Linked DNA regions of Danio rerio: all the other regions are linked to region 5. A link is a contact called in public Hi-C, HiChIP or PLAC-seq and Micro-C data. All regions are on one chromosome and are shown on one strand. Each heading gives the region's core, a stretch centred on a gene start, on an enhancer-like site or on the middle of the called end of the contact. The rest is flanking DNA. Distances are from core to core; before and after follow the strand shown. Region 1 holds the start of fndc5b (fibronectin type III domain containing 5b). Region 2 holds the start of ldlrap1a (low density lipoprotein receptor adaptor protein 1a). Region 3 overlaps ldlrap1a (low density lipoprotein receptor adaptor protein 1a). Region 4 holds the start of e2f3 (E2F transcription factor 3). Region 5 holds the start of marcksl1b (MARCKS-like 1b).

Region 1 (3,617 bases), core at 356-2,855, 360 kb after region 5:
ATATTAAAGGGCACCTATGACAAAAATCAACTTTTGGAAGCTGTTTGGACAGAACAATGTGTATGTATAGTGTGCCCACTGTCATATCAGAGTGATATAAACCCAGCAAGTCTCTTTTTTAAATTTCCTGACTTTAAAATAGGACCCAAATCCCAGTGATTTTGACGCTCACCACGATGTAATGTAGGAATGCGGTTTCCCCGGCCATCGAATTGATTAACAGCAGCCATGTCTTCATAATATATACAAGTATACACATGTCCACAGAACATTTTTTGCAAAGAAACTGGGATTATAGCATATATTACAACTCTCTGATCAGCTTCAACCCAATAATTAATTTTATAAGTTGATTTTTTTTTAAACAGAACATCTTTGTATTCTTTCTGTAGTTGAACCAGACCAAATAAATCATTCATTCATTAATTTTCTTGTCGGCTTAGTCCCTTTATTAATTCGGGGTCGCCACAGCAGAATGAATCGCCAGCTTATCCAGCACATTTTAACGCAGCAGATGCCTTTCCAGCCGCAACCCGTTTCTGGGAAACATCCACAAACACCCATTCACACACACACTCATACACTACGGACAATTTAGCCTACCCAATTCACCTTTACCGCATGTCTTTGGACTGTAAGAGAAACCGGAGCACCCGGAGGAAACCCACATGAACGCAGGGAAAACATGTAAACTCCACACAGAAACGTCAACTGGTCGAACCAGCGACCTTCTACCTACTGCGCAACTGTTTCGCCTTTTCCAAACAAATCAAAATAGCTAAAATACAAAACATATGTTTAAAACATATTAGGTACTCTAAAAATGCTGGGTTATTTCAGCCCAAATGTGCATAAAATATGGGAAAATGCAACAGTTTGCTTTTTTGTTTTAATTCATAATCCCACTTTAACCCAATTGTTAGCACATTTAACCTAAATTTAGGTTGAGATAACGCAGTATATTTTACAGTGTATAAAAGTGCATTCACCATTTTATTTAGTTCTAGTCTAAAATACACACTCAAGTAACTCTAAGTCTTTTGTGGTTAGCTTCTGAAGTGCGGTACGAAAAAGCTGATGAAACATTTCAGGCTTGTACAGTAACTACACCTCCCTCAACCTTTGTTTTTTTTTTTGGGTCAAGCCTCAGTTTGAGAGTTATTATTTAGACCCCCTAACGGGTTGAGTACGTCCCACTCCTATTCTTCTCTTCAGCTGTTTTTTTTCTGTTCACAAGATCCTCAAAGTCTTTATTTGGGTGTAAATTCGCATCCAGCCCACTGCTGGTACTTGTACAGCAAAGTCACGTGACACCTGTTACCTTTCTCAGCGCTGGTAAAGCAGTCCAATCACTGTCATTTCTGATGATATTATTCAGTATTTTATACGGCCTTTGTACAACGATTACAATAACTAAATTCAATGTAAATTCCACATACGAATCGTTTGAGTTAATAAATGTCATTAATAAGACTTTATGGTTTAAAAATACTCTTTAAAACACACTAATATTTGAATGTGACTGAACGAAGGACTTGTATTTTTTGAACCACCGATCGCCCCCTAGAGGAGATGTGTATTACGTCCCTTCGGTAATAGTGTCAATGCCGTCCAATGGGCTCACGCAGTCCTCTCATGTCGACTTTCTGCGGCAAGTACAGAGTTTAGAACCAGGGCTGTTCTGGACTGATGCGGGAATAAAGACTGCAACCAGTCGTGAATGTTAAACACACAGACGCCGACTAATAAGTTTCAAAAATCTTGCGAGTAAATGGGATTCAACGTCTTCCGGACAGAATGTAAAGAATTCCTTGAAGGATGTGGGGAATTAAAGGCTCGTTCGCTGTGCTGTTATTGCTGTTTTTGGCTTATATCTTCGCGTCCTCGGTTAACGCCGGTAAGTTTGCATGATTGTGTTCGTTTAGTCAGTAATGTCATTGTTATTTGTGGTCATTTTGGGGCTTTTGCGCACGAAATGGAAAGACGCGAACCCCTGTTACACTATTTTAGGTTAATGAACAGAATGACAGCGGTTTTTTCACATTACTATGAACAAAATTCATAGTGAAATTGCGTTCTGGTGTGTTCGTAATGGTAGGGAACAGACAGGTTGCGGGTATGAGATGAATAAATGATGCGCTACTACCTGTTCAGCCCTCCATTGGGAAGCACAAGACGCTCGTGGGTTTTCCACCGTTCATTCACACGGCATGTAAATGCTGTGAACAATTCGTGTGATCCTAATTGATCCTGTTCACAGAGACTGGTGAAATCTGCTCGCCAGACAGAGATGACACTTTGAATGCACGACAGATCAGATTGTGGAGCTTTGGGATTTAGGGAATTCGTCTGGGTGCAGACACATATCATTGGCTACTTCGTTTTTTAATGATTTGATAACTAGTAGATTACAGCTAAATAACTACAGCAGAATAATCATTAGCTGTCAGAGTCACAGATTCATCCCCCTCAATCGTATTTGCGTTTGTCTTTCAGTAGTCTTTCAAAGCAGCAGCCTTGCATTTTGTTCAAATTCATTGTTTTAGTGCGTCTAATACAACAAGAACATTTTATTATATTATTTTACATGTATTATTATTATTATTAATAATAATAATAATATGTAAAATGTATGAAATAATAGCTGGTTTCACTGATGCAAAAAAGTAAAATAGGATATTTATGAGATAAGATATATCAGTATAAATGCCATACTTCAGAACAAAGCTTGAAAATAAATTAAAGTAATAGTTTAATGTAAATAATGCTTGTAATTATTCAATGTAATTCAGCTTTCAAAAGAAGACACTGAAAGCACAAAAAGCATTTTTAAATATAAATGTAAATATTTATAACGACAAAATAGATGTAAGTTCTCGGCTATTTGATCTACATACAGTGCTCAGCATAAGTACACCCCTCACAAATTTGTCTTTTATTTATTCATTCATTTTGTTTTCGGCTTAGTCCCTTTATTAATCTGGGGTCACTAAAGCGGAATGAACCTCTAACTTATCCAGTTTTACGCAGCAAACGCCCTTCCAGCTGCAACCCATCACTGGGAAACATCCATATACACTCATTCACACTCATACACTACGGACAATTCAGCTTACCCAATTCACCTGTACCGCATGTTTTTGGACTTGTGGGGGAAACCGGACCACCCTGAGGAAACCCATGCGAACATGGGGAGAACATGCAAACTCCACATAGAAATGCCAACTGACTCAGCTGGGGCTCAAACCAGTGACCTTCTTGCTGTGAGGCGATTGTGCTACCCACTGCAACACCATGCTGCCCAATCTATCGTTTAAAGCTCTACAATATTATATTTGTGCATTTACATTAGATTAGTCAGTACTGAAGCCAAATCTGGAGCTTATCTAACTAAATAACTTACGCTAACTGTCCAAAAACTAGTACATCCAAATGGATATGTTAAAACAAATAAAAAGAAAAAAGAAAACAATTTAGTTGAAATTTTGTAGGTCATAATTTTTTTTTTTTTTGCAATATTTTGCTTGAATTTAATTGTAATATCTTTAATTTCTAAATATAATTGGTGACTAAATATATATGTCCTATATATATATATATATATATATATATATATA
Region 2 (3,470 bases), core at 508-3,007, 460 kb after region 5:
TCAAAAGGACTGCTCTGTGGGCCTCTGTGTGTGCTCTTCAGTATACATTACAGAAAACCAGTGAAGTGTAGAAATACCTCAGGATCTTAACTGTCCTTACTCGCGCTGCTCTTTGATCTAAGAAAATTTAAGAAATCTATCTTCATATTTGCTCCAAATTAACAAATTAGTTCTACATGTTTTGAGACAATGAGCCGCCCAATAAACTAAATTCATTGCGAATCTTGTAGACAGCAGTTTGAAGGAAAGGTAAAAGTTATACCTAGGCCCACGCGGAATCTGCACACGCAGATTTCTGCAGATTTTTAGTCCATCTTTGAGTTTATGTATTTACTTGTGTAAATGTGTGTAAATTTATATTTATTCAATTTGTAAATTATTTCATGAATATTAATGTGATATAATAATAGTAATATTAAAATGTTCATACGATTTATAATATTTACAATAAAGTTTGCAAAGTAATTTCATATAAAGTTTTTATTACGATACTCCTAAGATCATTCCACATAAATTCACATTTTTTATAATATTATGGACAAAAATAGCAAAAAATGTCCACAGATTCTGTCTGGCCCGAGGTATACCTCATTTTTGGCCATACAGCAGCCTAAATGGGAAGCTCAACAAGGTTCAGAGAGATGGATTGACATCTAAAAATTATATAGATTTTAGGAGAATGATCTACATAAAAGAATAATGACCATGAAAAATGTCATATTAATCACAATCTAACACAACAACTGATATTTTGAGCTGCATAACGTTACATTTTGCCACGTTTTTTGCCTAGAAAAATACATATGCTATAATAAAGTGAATAAAATGAGTGACTTGTCCAAATAAAACAAGTTTAAGTGTTAAAGGGGGAAACTCGGTGCTCCAGCAGACTCGTGTCTTCACATACAATTAACGTTATAGCAGTCTTAATGGGTTGCTCAACAGGTTTTTGAGACACGGCCGACCACTAATGAACCCCCAAACCATTTAGTGTCGCATGAAGGTTATTGGGGTAACGTAAAGTTGGATTTATATTCGCACATTTATTCAGTAACAACTTGTAACATGCTCCCTATATTGTTTACCATAGTACTTTTAAATATTCCGTCTGATATCACGCAAGTGTGGCTTTAAAACAACATTAACACTATTTAATTGACTATGAGCAGTGTTGTATTTTAATGGTCATTGGCTGCTAATATTAATTCACTAACTTAACTGTTATTGAGAATTTGCAAAGAATACTTTTCTGAAAATATTTTAAGGAGACACCTGAATGTGTGAATATAGAACTAATTTTACCTCAATACGAAGTTTGTGAATCTCTTCGACAACAACTCAATGTACTTGTCATTGAACAACTTTTAAAGAACATAGCCTTTATCGAACATAAAAATAACATTTTACACTTAAACTAACGTTACCTAATAAAGCTTTACAAAAGCAACAACTCATATTTTGAGGGTATATAACTAGTAAACACGATTAACTCTACTGACAAACAATTTGAGACGCAAACAGATCCGCAACGCGTGTAAAAACAGCCCAAACAAAAGTGTCTCTAATGACATAAATATACTTACTTTTGTGTTTGCCTGAGCTCCAGGACTGTTTGGTCAGGCTGGGGCTGCGAATGAAAGCCCTTCTGGCTGATTTCAGCACATCCATGGCGAGTTTAGAAGCGGTGAGGCGTCTTCAGGTGCAGCTTGCTGGCCATGAACTACGGCTTCTCGCTCCCTCAACTTTGTTGTTGGCGTTTGGATGCCGACATCTGTGGAAATACTTGAACCTCCTCGTCTTCTGGGCGGCGCTTCACCTGTCAATCAAAATGACGTGCGAATTGCGCGGCGCACAGATTCTGTTTCCATGGCAACTGGGTTAAACAATGAAATGAAGCTTGGTAAAGTTGATCGCTTTTTATATGGCCGTGTTCGAACCTTAGCGTATATATCTTCATATATTGACTGGTAAGTAAACATTCATCAGTTTTAGGACACATGGCATAAAAATGACCATGAGATCCTATAATATCATATTTGGCGCCCTCGTGTGGATAATAGAAAAATTCAGCTTGTTTTGACAGCATTACAGCCTGTTTTGATCAGGGAAAAATCACTCTCTAACTAATATACAACTTGTCCATATTAAAACATGAAAGTTGTGACTGAACTCTTTTCTCCCGATCCCCAATTTTTCAACCTAATTCAAATATAAAGCTGGTTGTTTTTAATTCACAAAATTGGAGAGAAAGATTCTGTAACAGAATATATATATATATATATATATATATATATATATATATATATATATATATATATATATATATATATATATAATATATATTTGAATAAATATGTATTGTATAAAATCAAAGAAATTGGGTGTCACACACATGTGCTATAGGTAAATTGAATAAACTAAAATGGCCATAGTGTCTGTGTGCAGTGTATGGGTGTTTCCCAATGTTGGATTGCCACTGGAAGGGCATCTGCTACCTAAAACATATGCTGGAAAAGTTGGCAGTTCATTCCGCTGTGGCAACCCCGGATTAATAAAGGGACTAAGCCGAAAAGAAAATGAATGAATAAAAATGTCATCATGTAAAAATCATGTAAAAAAACTATTACAATAATTTATTCAACTTTCTTTAATTTATTGACAATATTTAATCATGTTTTATGAATACTATAATTGTTAATTAAATATAATATATTGATTTTAGGTCATTTTGCTTTCCCAGATGTGGGGTCTACCTTACCTGACAAAAGTCTTGTTGTGGATCCTAGTTGTAGGCAACAAATACTAACTTGGCTTCTTGTTGTTCATTAGGAAAAGTGGCAGAGTTTCTCTGATGATTCATCTGTTGAACTGCATCCCGATCATCACAAATACTGCAGAAAACCTATTGGAACCTGCATGGAGCCAATACTCTTACAGTATCAGTTAATTTTGGTAAATGAAAAATCATGGTTTGGAGTTACATTCGTTATGGGTGTGTGTGAGATCTGCAGAGTGGATGGCAACATCAACAGCCTGAGGTATCAAGACATTTGTGCTGCCCATTACATTACAAACCACAGGAGAGGGCAAATTTCAGCAGGATAGCACTTCTTCTCATACTTCAGCTTTCACGTCAAAGTACCTGAAAGCAAAGAAAGTCAAGGTGCTGAAGGATTGGCCAGCCCAGTCACCTGATATGATCATTATTGAACATGTCAGGGGTAGGATGGAGGAGGAGGCATTCAAGATGAATCCAAAGAATCTTGATGAACTCTGGGAGTCCTGCAAGAACACTTTCTTTTTCATTCCAGATGACTTTATTAATAAGTGATTTGAATCATTGCAGAGGTATAGATGTAGTCCTCCAAGCTCATGGAAGTCATACACAATATTAATTCTTCCTCCCCTGCACCATGACTTTATTTTCTATACTGCACATTATTTCTGTTAAATGACAAGACTTTTGTCTG
Region 3 (3,627 bases), core at 213-2,712, 430 kb after region 5:
TAACCCTTACCTAGAATAGAACAAAACATAGCCGTCGATCACTTCAGTCTAAAGTTAGAAGTATTTGGAGAAACTATATATATATATATATATATATATATATATATATATATATATATATATATATATATATATATATATATATATATATATATATACACACACACACACGCAAAAAAAATAAATCAATTAAAAATAAATCAATTATATTATATAAACGCATGTATATTTGTAGGGTATAAATTAAGATGGTCAAAATAATCAATGAAGGGGTGCCATATCTTATAAAATTGTTTACTCGATCTTTTGAAAGACTATCTAATTTTTTTTCAAGGTAAAGAAAAGACATCTCCCTGGTCCATTGAATAAAGGTGGGTAGAAGAGGATCTTTTCATTTAAGCAGCATTACTCTGTGTGCTAATAAAGAAAAGAAGGTAAGAATCGTACACTTTGACGGAGAGAAACATGAGTCTTCTTGGCGATTGCAAATAATGCCACAAGTGGTTCTGGCTCTATTCTACTGTATATTGAAGCACAACAGAAAGGGTATTGAATATTGAACTCCAAAAGTTTTCTAATTTAGGGCAAATCCAGAATGTGTGCATTAAAGTACTCTCAGCGGCCTGGCATCCATTACACAAAGAGCTAAAACCAGGAAACATTTGAGCTAATTTAAGCTAATCTTAAATCTTAGAAGAGGGTCTAACCCTCTTTTGTACCCTGACTACAAAAGGCAACATCACCACAACCTGCTTCAAAAGCCACCAAAAAAAAAAAAAAAAAACTTATTCAAAAACTACTTTGGCAAAAACATATATATATTTTTTTGTTAATATCATGAGCAAAAAATCAAAAGGTTAAATATGTTTCCCTGCCTTCTTCACACATATGTTAGGTGTTTCTGATTTGGAATGAACAGTTGTGCCCATTTTGAGAATAAGATCCAGAATGAACGCAGAAGTTTGAGGGAAAGTCTTCAGGCAATAGAGGAGACGAGAGGAGAACCGCTCACTGAAGAGCTGAGCCTCCCACACGTTTCCAGACACGTTTTTGATGGTGTATGTGTGTGTGTGTACTTGTGCGTCAAGGGTTTTCTCCAGCACTTTGCGTCACACGCTTCAACCCACATGCACACCTGACTCCACACAATCACAAACAAACCGCCCGGGTTCGATTCTGTAAAGCAGAAGCAGAAGATACAGGAAAATCAATATCTCATGTTCGAAAACAAAATCACATGTACTAAAGGTAATTTACTGGAAACGAGACCATTAAAGACACCCTATACTGAATTGATGAGCCCAATAAGACCTGTTTGGGATTTGATTGACAAGTCTGATAAAGAAAATTATTTATTTGCTAGGCAATATAGTGACATCACAGCAATGATAATGTGATGTTCATATGATAGGCACAGGGATTTGTCATGCTGGATGTGTGCTGCAGTAAACTAAAGACGTCTCCGGTGGCATTTCTGACAGATTCGACTGCAGATCTACTACATGTGTCGAGTGCATTTTGTGCCATCTGGGACGATTCTAGAAAACGTTAAAGAAATCCACCTAATGCACAAAAACAATTTCACACAAAGGGCTACAATGGAGATAAAAGAGACAAAGACATTTTGAAGGCAATACTGCCCTCTCCTGGTGATATAAAAAAGGTATATAATATACGCATGGATGGTGCAGCAAATTAACAATGTTTAATAGGACAAATGTGCATGGACAATTACATTGTTTTAGAGTTATATAAAATATACATATGAATTCATACTACATTTATAAACTGTACGGTTATACATGTTCTTTATTGATTTTTTTTATTTTTAGCACCTTTCTTAGGTAAATAAATGAATTATTTAATGATGTGGGTGGCATATATGCATAAATGATTTAAAAAAGGCAGCACAGTGGCTCAGTAGTTAGCACTCTTGCCTCACAGCAAGAAGGATACTGGTTCGAGTCCTGGCTGGGCCAGTTGGCATTTCTGTGTTTGTGTCCAAAGACATGCGCTATAGGTAAATTAAATGAACTAAATTTGCTGTAGTATATGAGTGTATATGTGAACGAGTGTGTATGGATGTTTACCAATACTAGGTTGTGGCTGGAAGGGCATCCGCTGCATAAAACATATACTGGAATAGTTGGTGGTTCATTCCATTGTGGCGACCTCTGAAACAGAGACTAAGCCTGAGACTCAGAAAAATAAATGAATGAATAAAAAATACAAATAAATAAAAATAAAACTGAGACAGACAAATGGATGTATTGATAAATATAAATGAAATGTTACATGTAGTTAAAGTCAGAATTATTAGCCCCTTTGAATTATTAGCCCCTTTTAATTTTTTTCCCAATTTGTTTAACGGAGAGATTTTTTCAACACATTTCTAAACATTATAGTTTTAATAACTCATCTCTAATGACTGATTTATTTTATCTTTATCATGATGACAGTTAATAATATTTTATTAGATATTTATCGAGACACTTTTACACAATTTAAAGTGACATTAAACGACTTAACTAGGTTAATTAGGTTGACTAGGCAGGTTAGGGTAATTCGGCAAGTCATTGCATATCGATAGTTTGTTCTGTAGACTATCAGAAAAAATATAGCTTAAAGGGGCTAATAATTTAGTCCTTAAAATGTTATTTAAAAAATTAAAAACTGCTTTTATTCTAGCTGAAACAAAAAACAAATAAGACATTCTCCAGAAGAAAAAATATTATCAGACATACTTTGTAAATTTTCTTGCTCTGTTATATATCATTTTGGAAGTATTTAAAAAAAGAAAAAGAAATTCAAAGGGGGGGGCTAATAATTCTGACTTCAACTATATGTATATGTATGCATGTATGTAGACAGACAGACAGACAGACAGACAGACAGACAGACAGACAGACACACGCACGCACTTCTATAAGTTGTTATTGTTTTTCTGATTGATTTAAATGGATCAGGCAGCAGTGCCCACCTATTTTTTGTAACAGAACAGTAATGTTTTAAAAGTGTAATCATTGCTAAATTATATAATGTAACCAAAAAATATGCATGGATGAATAGATGAATGTAATATAATATACAAAACAAAGTTAGACATAAATGTAGTTTTTAAACAAATTTGTTTTTCAAAACAAATGTGGATGTACAATGTTTACACTATTAATGTAATAATTGTCATTATGAAATAAAATGTAATAGAAAAACGAAACATCACTACTAATTCAATTCAGTATAAATATTAAAATATGAATAGGACACAAAAGAAAGTTAAAAACATGATGACAAATCACATAATATTAACACTTTTATTAGACTTTTTAGAGAAATATTATATGGCCCCTTAGGGTGTTATAACAATAATACAATTCTGATTAAATAGAAAAAAAACATACAAGTAAATACTGACACACAACTCACAATCCTCAAATGACAAGCAGTACTGTGACTTTAACGCTGATTTCCATATTATTAATGAAGGGCATTGTGGTGATAAATGAATCTTGAAGCAGCAAACTACAGGGTTAGACTCTAAAATAACTCTATAGTGCACCTGTATATACACAATGTTATATTTACCATAAACTTTTTTCCTTTTCATACATGAAAAACAATACTGAC
Region 4 (3,579 bases), core at 128-2,627, 510 kb after region 5:
TCACTAAAATATTTATTCCATTACAGTTAACGTCCATTTCATTGCAGTTGATATAAATGTTTTTAAGACCTTTGCTTCTAGTCACAGCACTTTTCCTTTAAAATGATTTGATGGCAATTTTTTAGCAGCTTATTTAGATTAGTGTCAACTTCGTATCCATCTAGATTTAATTAAGATCTGTATGTAGTAGTGTTTTTAAAGGCTTCCCTGTTGTCTACCTATAGATCACTTTGAAGGATGTAAACAAAAAACAATGGTTTCAACATATTTCCTATTATCCATTGTTTTGTCTAAAGCTAAAGAAGACGCAGATTGATAAATAATGTCATGATAGCTGTTTTAGCATATGATTGAATTGCCTCTTGTTACAGTTATGAAACAGTTTGATTAAAAGCAAGAAATGTTTATGGGCCAATGACATGACTACATTGAAATTATCTATTGACCCATTATTTTTGATTCACTATATAACAATTAAAAACAAGGTTTTTATAACAATATTTGATTAAAAATGCCCATAAAGTTATAAGATTTTGCTAATTAGAATAAGTTTTCACAGTCTATAAATAACAATTTTAATATATTATTATATGTAATGATGAAAAATCCTGATTTTATATGATATTGATGCTCTTTTTCTCTCAGTTTACACAAAGGTCCCTGTCTAGCGAAATTTCTAGGTGGCCCAACCACTCATGCAGTGCTCTCAGCATGTTTTTTTATTTTGAATTTTTTTTTATTAACAAGAACCAGCATGTACAATACAATCACTTTACATATCTTAACAAGAATAAAATAAGTGAGGAAAAATTGAAATTAAAGGAGAAGAGTAGAAGAAGAAAAAAAAAAACAGTGGAGAAAGTACATAATTATCAAATTATATACAAATATATTACGCACATTTTCCAATTTTAGTTATTAACAATAGTTATTAATGCACTTTTAAATTTTTGTAGAAATAATTTTGTGGGATAAACTCTATGAAGTAATTTAAATGATATGTCTTTAGCCTTACTTGTAATAAAAAAAAATTGAGGTAATGACCATACTAGAGTCCAGTTTATATTATTAAATATATTGTTCCAGTGAAAAAAATAATATATGGTATAGACATATTTTCTTTTAAGATTAAAGATCTAATTTTGTGATTATTAGGCTTAAATCTCTCAGCATGTGTCTCACATCTAGCACCCTCCAGAGGAGAAACCTCTATTTAAAAAACAAAAAAAAATACCATCGTGGAATTTCATTGGCTCCACTATACCGACACGTCAGCACACGAGGCCGGAAAATAGATTGCCTCTAGCGAATGAGTTCACATATGCAAATCCGTTTCAAAAATTTCCCGGGAAATCTGAGTTTCGCGGGAGGACCTTTCGCGCGTAAACCTCATCCCCTACTTCATTGTCCGCTTCCTGGAGCCATTTTTCGCTGAAGCAAGAGCGAGATCGCATCGCTTTTTAATCGCTTACATCGGGTGTTTTATCCTTTAGCAATTGCACTCATATTACAGCTATGCATTCCTAGCACTGTCCGCTACCATCATTTATGATCATTTTACACCCACTCGCCCGGATTTGGTAGAAAACTAGCTTCAAATCACAAGTGGGACAAAGGGAACCTGCGCCTCTGAGGATCATGAGAAAGGGGGGTTCCTCGGTCCCAGGACAAGTCATGTTGACAGGGGTTGTTAGAGCTGAACAGCACGGTGTTTTTACTGCGGTTTCCGATCGACGGTGTGCAGTTTATTCCAATGCTACCCGTATACAAATAAACACACCGCCGTCCACTAATAACGGCTGTGTGCCCGAGGCTTCTGCTGACAGTTTGTACACAACTCCTCTACAAGGATCCACACATGGGACAGGACTGCGACCCACGTTAGGACGACCACCGGTAAATGACTTGGTTTAATTCTGTGTTAAAGTGTTGCACGTTCAATCCTGTAAATGTTAAGTCGTGAGGCTAAGTCCACTTAGCCTACTTCTGCTGTCATCATGGCTACTGCTGGAGCTTCTTTAAGTCCATTCAGTCTGCAGGTTTATGCAGATTCTGAACTAAACTGCACGTTCATGCTATTAAACAATTTAGCACATTAACCAAATGTCCCCCCAAATATGCATGACGCATAATGATTGTTTACTACAATGAAGACGCCGCATATTTCCGCAATGTAACGTTTGAGTTTGTGCAGTATAACTTAAGACAACACGACTGTATTCGTATTAAACAATGTTTCAGTGCAGTATGTCGTTGTTCAACTTCAATATTGTATTATTTTAGTGTTTGTAAGTCGCTTGGTTGTGCAGTTGCACGCCTCTTAAAGTTTTTGTCAAAGCTCGAGAGTCGCCGATGTAAATCGTTTTTTGTGTGTATAATACATACCCTATGTGATGTATTATCGAGTGGATGTTCTCTGATATCTGTGTAAAAGTTGGCTTTTCCGTGCAAAAGCTTCAATTAGTGAGTCTAGGCCCTGGTTTGTTGTCTTAGGATGGGGGATGGAGTCCTTTCTGAGCTCGCGTACTCTGTGCTAAGCTGAATGCTTTGCTAACTTGTTTTTATCGTTATAAAGTGCTGAAATTCATGACTGCTGTTAGCTCTTTAAGTAATTTTCTACGTAGGTTCGATGGTTTCCATATTCTCCAAAACCTAAACTAATGTGTGGTTTAATATGTTTTATAGGTTTAAGATCATTTAATTCATGATTTAATTACGACTTCAAACTAAACTTCACTTCATTGCTTTAAGTTAAAGTTGACAAATGGCCAACCTTTTAACTAAAAGTACGATGTGTAACGTTAGTAGAAAGCTAATGAAGGAAAGAAAAGAGCTGTATTGCAGTCATGCAAGGCTAATTTAAATTCTACAATAAAAATTATCACGTAAGAGTCATATAATTGTGACAATAAATATTTAATTGTGGTCGTCCTAATGTTAATCTTACCAAATGCATAAATGCAATTCAAATTACGTTTGGATTAAAAAGAAAATGTTTTAATTCAATAAAATTGACTTTATTTAACAACTGGGTTTGTTCCACAAAATTACTTTTACAATATAATCTTTAGGACTTAAAGCATTGATATTGTATTGTTTAAAAAAATAAATGTCTAAAAACATAGCGTTATTTTAAAACAGTTGTCATTTCATGCTCTAAAGCTGACCTTTTAATATTAGAACTATCATGGTTTGAAAAACAGAACAAAAAAAAGACACTCAACAGCAAAGCTAGAAATTCTTAATCTAGATAAACCGAGATTTCCTTCGTAGTTGCTTAATTCATGTATGCAGTGTATTTGTGCATGTCATGCGAGAGATGTATTTTCTGCTTGTTTAATGATGACATCAGTGTTTTTGCAAAATGCAAAAAATAGATCCTGACTGCATCTATAATTATCATGTAGTCGGTGCTACTTTCTTAGTTTCTCAGTGGTCACTGAGTTTAAGCCTTTGGAAAAGGAGGACAGCCATTTTACTGCTCCCCTCTACTGTGTCTGTGTTGTCATGTGCATTTTAGTTTGTGTATTGTTAGTGAAATGAGTCTTTTTAAAATGCTTTAGAGATGTATAAGGTGCT
Region 5 (3,206 bases), core at 14-2,513:
TAATGCATGTCTTCGAGGTGACGCCTTGCAATGCCGCGCAGCACCAAGCGAGGGCGATAGAGCATCGCAGAACACCACACACAATGCGAAGCGAGACGCAGCTTTGGAACAAAAGACGGAGATCGAGCGAAGCACGATGGAGAATTTCATTGAGCTTCATTCACCGCTTATCCATCGACGAACAAATAACCACAAACGGCGATTTGAAAGAGGTAACGTAAAATATTAGCACCCTCATTGATAAGAACGGGGTTTAGTCACACAAAAACCCCAAAAGCTTGACCAACTGTAGACACTCGCCCCAATGTCTAGACTTTAAACCCCGGTGCGTCTGGAAATGAATACTCCACGCGCTTCCCCACAGACAAAAATACAACTAAAAAAATCGATGAAAATCCGACCAAATATTTACGAAATTAAATGTTTCAAATGAAAAGAGAGAAATCTGTTAACACTTAATTAGTAAACCGAAACATGAAACTATCCATTGTATACAATACTATCAAGTTTTAACCCGAAAATGAAAAAAATGACAAAAACAACACTTCCAAAATACCAGTTACATCCATTTCTCCCCAGATAGATCGCAACCCCCTGCTGCTGTTAACCCATGCATAGTGAATACGTGCAGCATCCTCCTACACTGGCATTAATGGAGATCGCATGGCAACAACACCGACCGTATCCAAACGACAAAACCAATTTCAACGACAGAAATGAATCGAAAACGTGTAGCAAAAACAATCTGTTTTCAACGCAAAACAGAAAACCGTGTATCAACAGCCTAATGGGATTGTCCTGAATGAAACCATTCGACGTGACATTATAAATAAGACAATGAATAAAATGGTTTGCTTTTGTTTCATTCCCTTTTCCAAGTAAAATCACCGTCTGCTCGCCACACTTAGAGAGCTGGTTAAATCGCAGACGGTGGTTTGCAACTCTCGCTGAAGCACTTGTTGGTCAGATGTGGGTGTGTCGCAGATGGAGAGATGAATTACCTGTCCGTTAGTCTTGACGGCAGCCGGGTCAGCAGCGGCGGCTTTCCCCTCCACAGCCACTCCTCCCTTTGATGCCTGGGATCCCATTATACTAAATGTGGTTTTAAAGTAAATTAAAAAGAACTCAAATTCAGGTGAGTGGAAAAAAAATTAATCCAGACCAATGGGCGTAACGTGCATCCAAATGCGCGAGGAAAGTTGCTGTTTTTTTCCTTCAGAAGGAAAACTTGAGATGATCCACTCTTGTCTTCCACCCGTGAGCGTCGACTCGACCTACTACTACCAGTTCCAGTCCTACAGCGCTTCAAGATAACCCGAAGCCCCGCCCTTGGGCGTGTCACGGTAACGCGAACCAATCTGAAGCACGACCCCGCCCTCCATGTCCCGCCTCTGTTGATTCCACATTAGCTTCATAGAAATAGAAAATGGCAACGAACTGGAAAGAAGAAGGGAACCAACGGGGTGACTTGTTGAATTCCCTGTTACTAAGAGCAATGGGGTTACAGTTTACTTGAACCCATTGAACTACACACTAGAATACAAGCATTTAAGGCTTGTCTGTGGTGAATGTGCCCTGTCGTTCAATATATGCAGCTCACTGTGCTCAAGACAACAGTGGCATTTAATAATAATGATTAATAGCAGGGCATAATTTACACTCTTATCTGATAAACAACTTATATGCTTCGTTAAACTTTTTATATACAGTTGAAGTCAGAATTATTAGCCCCTCATTTCTAATAACTGATTTATTTTAACTTTCCCATGATGATAGTAAATCGTATTTTGCTAGATAGTTTTCAAGACACTTCTATACAGCTTTAGGTGACATTTAAAGGCTTAACTAGGTTAATTAGGTTAACTAGGAAGGTTAGGGTAATTAGGCAAGTTATTGTATAATGATGGTTTGTTCTGTAGATTATCAAAAACATACATTGCTTAAAGGTGCTAATAATTTTGACCTTAAAATTGTTTTAAAAAATCAATAACTGATTCTATTCCAGCCGAAATAAAACAAATGAGACTTTATCGAGAAGAAAAAATATTATCAGACATACTGTGAAAATGTCCTTGCTCTGTTAAACATCATTTGTAAAATATTTTTAAAAAGAAATAAATAATTCAAAGGGGGCAATAATTCTGACTGTATGTAGGCTACTCTGAAGATTGAATTTTTTAAAGTGTCGTACACGATTTGAGTAATATTTACTTCTGTGTATTGTTAATATTATATATATATAATGGTAATTTGTACAAAATCGGTGCTACTGATGCATGCGCACGTTTTAGTGTGTCAAAAATTGATGCTTGTAAAAGAGATTTTAATTATTTATTTATTTGTAAATTTAAATTTGTTATATAATGATATATAATGAATTGCATAGACTGAAAACAATAGGCATCATTGTCTGTAAACAATAGCAAAGATGTGATTAACAATTGGAACTAAACTAGGCCAGAGTTAACAACATTGCCCACATTAATAAGTGACAGATGCATTGGCTCCAGACTATCATGAAGTCTCGCCCAACCTTTATCATTAAGAAAAGATACGGAAGACACATCTCCTGCCTTTTGATAAGATGTTTTTTGATCTATATATGAGTTTATGATTGCTTGCATTTGATCATTTGCTTTTAGTATGAGAATAGACCTGTGACCCAATTTGTGGCCACAATCTTTCAGTTGTTTACTGTTTCTCGCTGATGATAATCAACTTTAAGTGCCACCAATAATTTCCTCTGATATAATTTACAACATATAAATCATTATCTAAATTTTTATTTTCATCTTCCTCCTTTACTCCTCTTTTTTCCCCTCTCTTTGGCCTTGTCAAATGACATAAAGTCTAAACTGTTTGTAAAGGAATGCAAAGCATGCGAACGCTCCAGAAGAATGTTTCACCGCATCTGCATCTCGCCACTTTCTCAGAATGTCCAGAACCTTAGGGAGGGGGAATAGGGCAGAATACGGTTTTTGTGTGTCAGATGAGAGAATGTAATGAATAAGCTCATATAGTGAAACAGTCTCCTCTTTTTCTCCTGGGAGAGAGTTGGGGGTTGGGTGTGATGGAGTGAAGCGAAGGAGGGGGGAGATTTCTTGTGCCCGGAGCTTTTGTGATGTGGTTCATTTTCTTGATGACGGGTCAGGACACATCACCTCATCATCCATGCGTCAGACTCTCGCTTTCCTAATGGCTGAAAG

What was found. A called contact is a pair of places that touch in the nucleus more often than the background predicts. HiChIP or PLAC-seq counts read pairs in DNA pulled down with a chosen protein or histone mark.
Region 1: a Micro-C map of caudal fin shows a contact between it and region 5, with 3 times the contacts expected there. The contact joins the promoter of fndc5b here to the promoter of marcksl1b in region 5. A contact is called at or near these places in 2 of 18 Hi-C or Micro-C datasets (caudal fin and hematopoietic stem cells) and 1 of 4 datasets of contacts at active chromatin or transcription factors (embryo).
Region 2: a Hi-C map of hematopoietic stem cells shows a contact between it and region 5, with 2.8 times the contacts expected there. The contact joins the promoter of ldlrap1a here to the promoter of marcksl1b in region 5. A contact is called at or near these places in 2 of 18 Hi-C or Micro-C datasets (hematopoietic stem cells and an unstated tissue).
Region 3: a contact with region 5 is called in an H3K4me3 HiChIP or PLAC-seq map of embryo, with 6 times the contacts expected there. The contact joins the enhancer-like site here to the promoter of marcksl1b in region 5. A contact is called at or near these places in 6 of 18 Hi-C or Micro-C datasets (caudal fin, embryo, fibroblasts and 1 more) and 2 of 4 datasets of contacts at active chromatin or transcription factors (caudal fin and embryo).
Region 4: a Hi-C map of hematopoietic stem cells shows a contact between it and region 5, with 2.1 times the contacts expected there. The contact joins the promoter of e2f3 here to the promoter of marcksl1b in region 5. A contact is called at or near these places in 1 of 18 Hi-C or Micro-C datasets (hematopoietic stem cells) and 1 of 4 datasets of contacts at active chromatin or transcription factors (embryo).

What each region holds. Positions count from the first base shown.
Region 1 is chr19:31,903,919-31,907,535 of GRCz12tu, reverse strand. It overlaps fndc5b (fibronectin type III domain containing 5b), which reads left to right and starts at 1,605. Exons shown (of 8, transcript NM_001044337.2): 1 at 1,605-1,897. The coding sequence starts at 1,819.
Region 2 is chr19:31,804,338-31,807,807 of GRCz12tu, reverse strand. ldlrap1a (low density lipoprotein receptor adaptor protein 1a) reads right to left here and starts at 1,757. Exons shown (of 9, transcript NM_198980.1): 1 at 1,584-1,757. The coding sequence starts at 1,668. LOC141379119 (a long non-coding RNA gene) reads left to right here and starts at 1,857. Exons shown (of 2, transcript XR_012395111.1): 1 at 1,857-1,967; 2 at 2,830-3,470.
Region 3 is chr19:31,831,921-31,835,547 of GRCz12tu, reverse strand. ldlrap1a (low density lipoprotein receptor adaptor protein 1a) reads right to left here. Exons shown (of 9, transcript NM_198980.1): 9 at 3,301-3,627. Among named protein-coding and RNA genes, the nearest start is that of ldlrap1a, 28 kb to the right of the region's middle. Within about 2 kb of position 1,462, at least 3 of the 62 cell types and tissues checked have an H3K27ac peak or open chromatin away from gene starts, as enhancers often do.
Region 4 is chr19:31,759,540-31,763,118 of GRCz12tu, reverse strand. It overlaps e2f3 (E2F transcription factor 3), which reads left to right and starts at 1,377. Exons shown (of 7, transcript NM_001080628.2): 1 at 1,377-1,896. The coding sequence starts at 1,639.
Region 5 is chr19:32,265,326-32,268,531 of GRCz12tu, reverse strand. marcksl1b (MARCKS-like 1b) reads right to left here and starts at 1,263. Exons shown (of 2, transcript NM_213223.1): 1 at 1,002-1,263. The coding sequence starts at 1,088. LOC141379120 (a long non-coding RNA gene) reads left to right here and starts at 106. Exons shown (of 7, transcript XR_012395113.1): 1 at 106-212.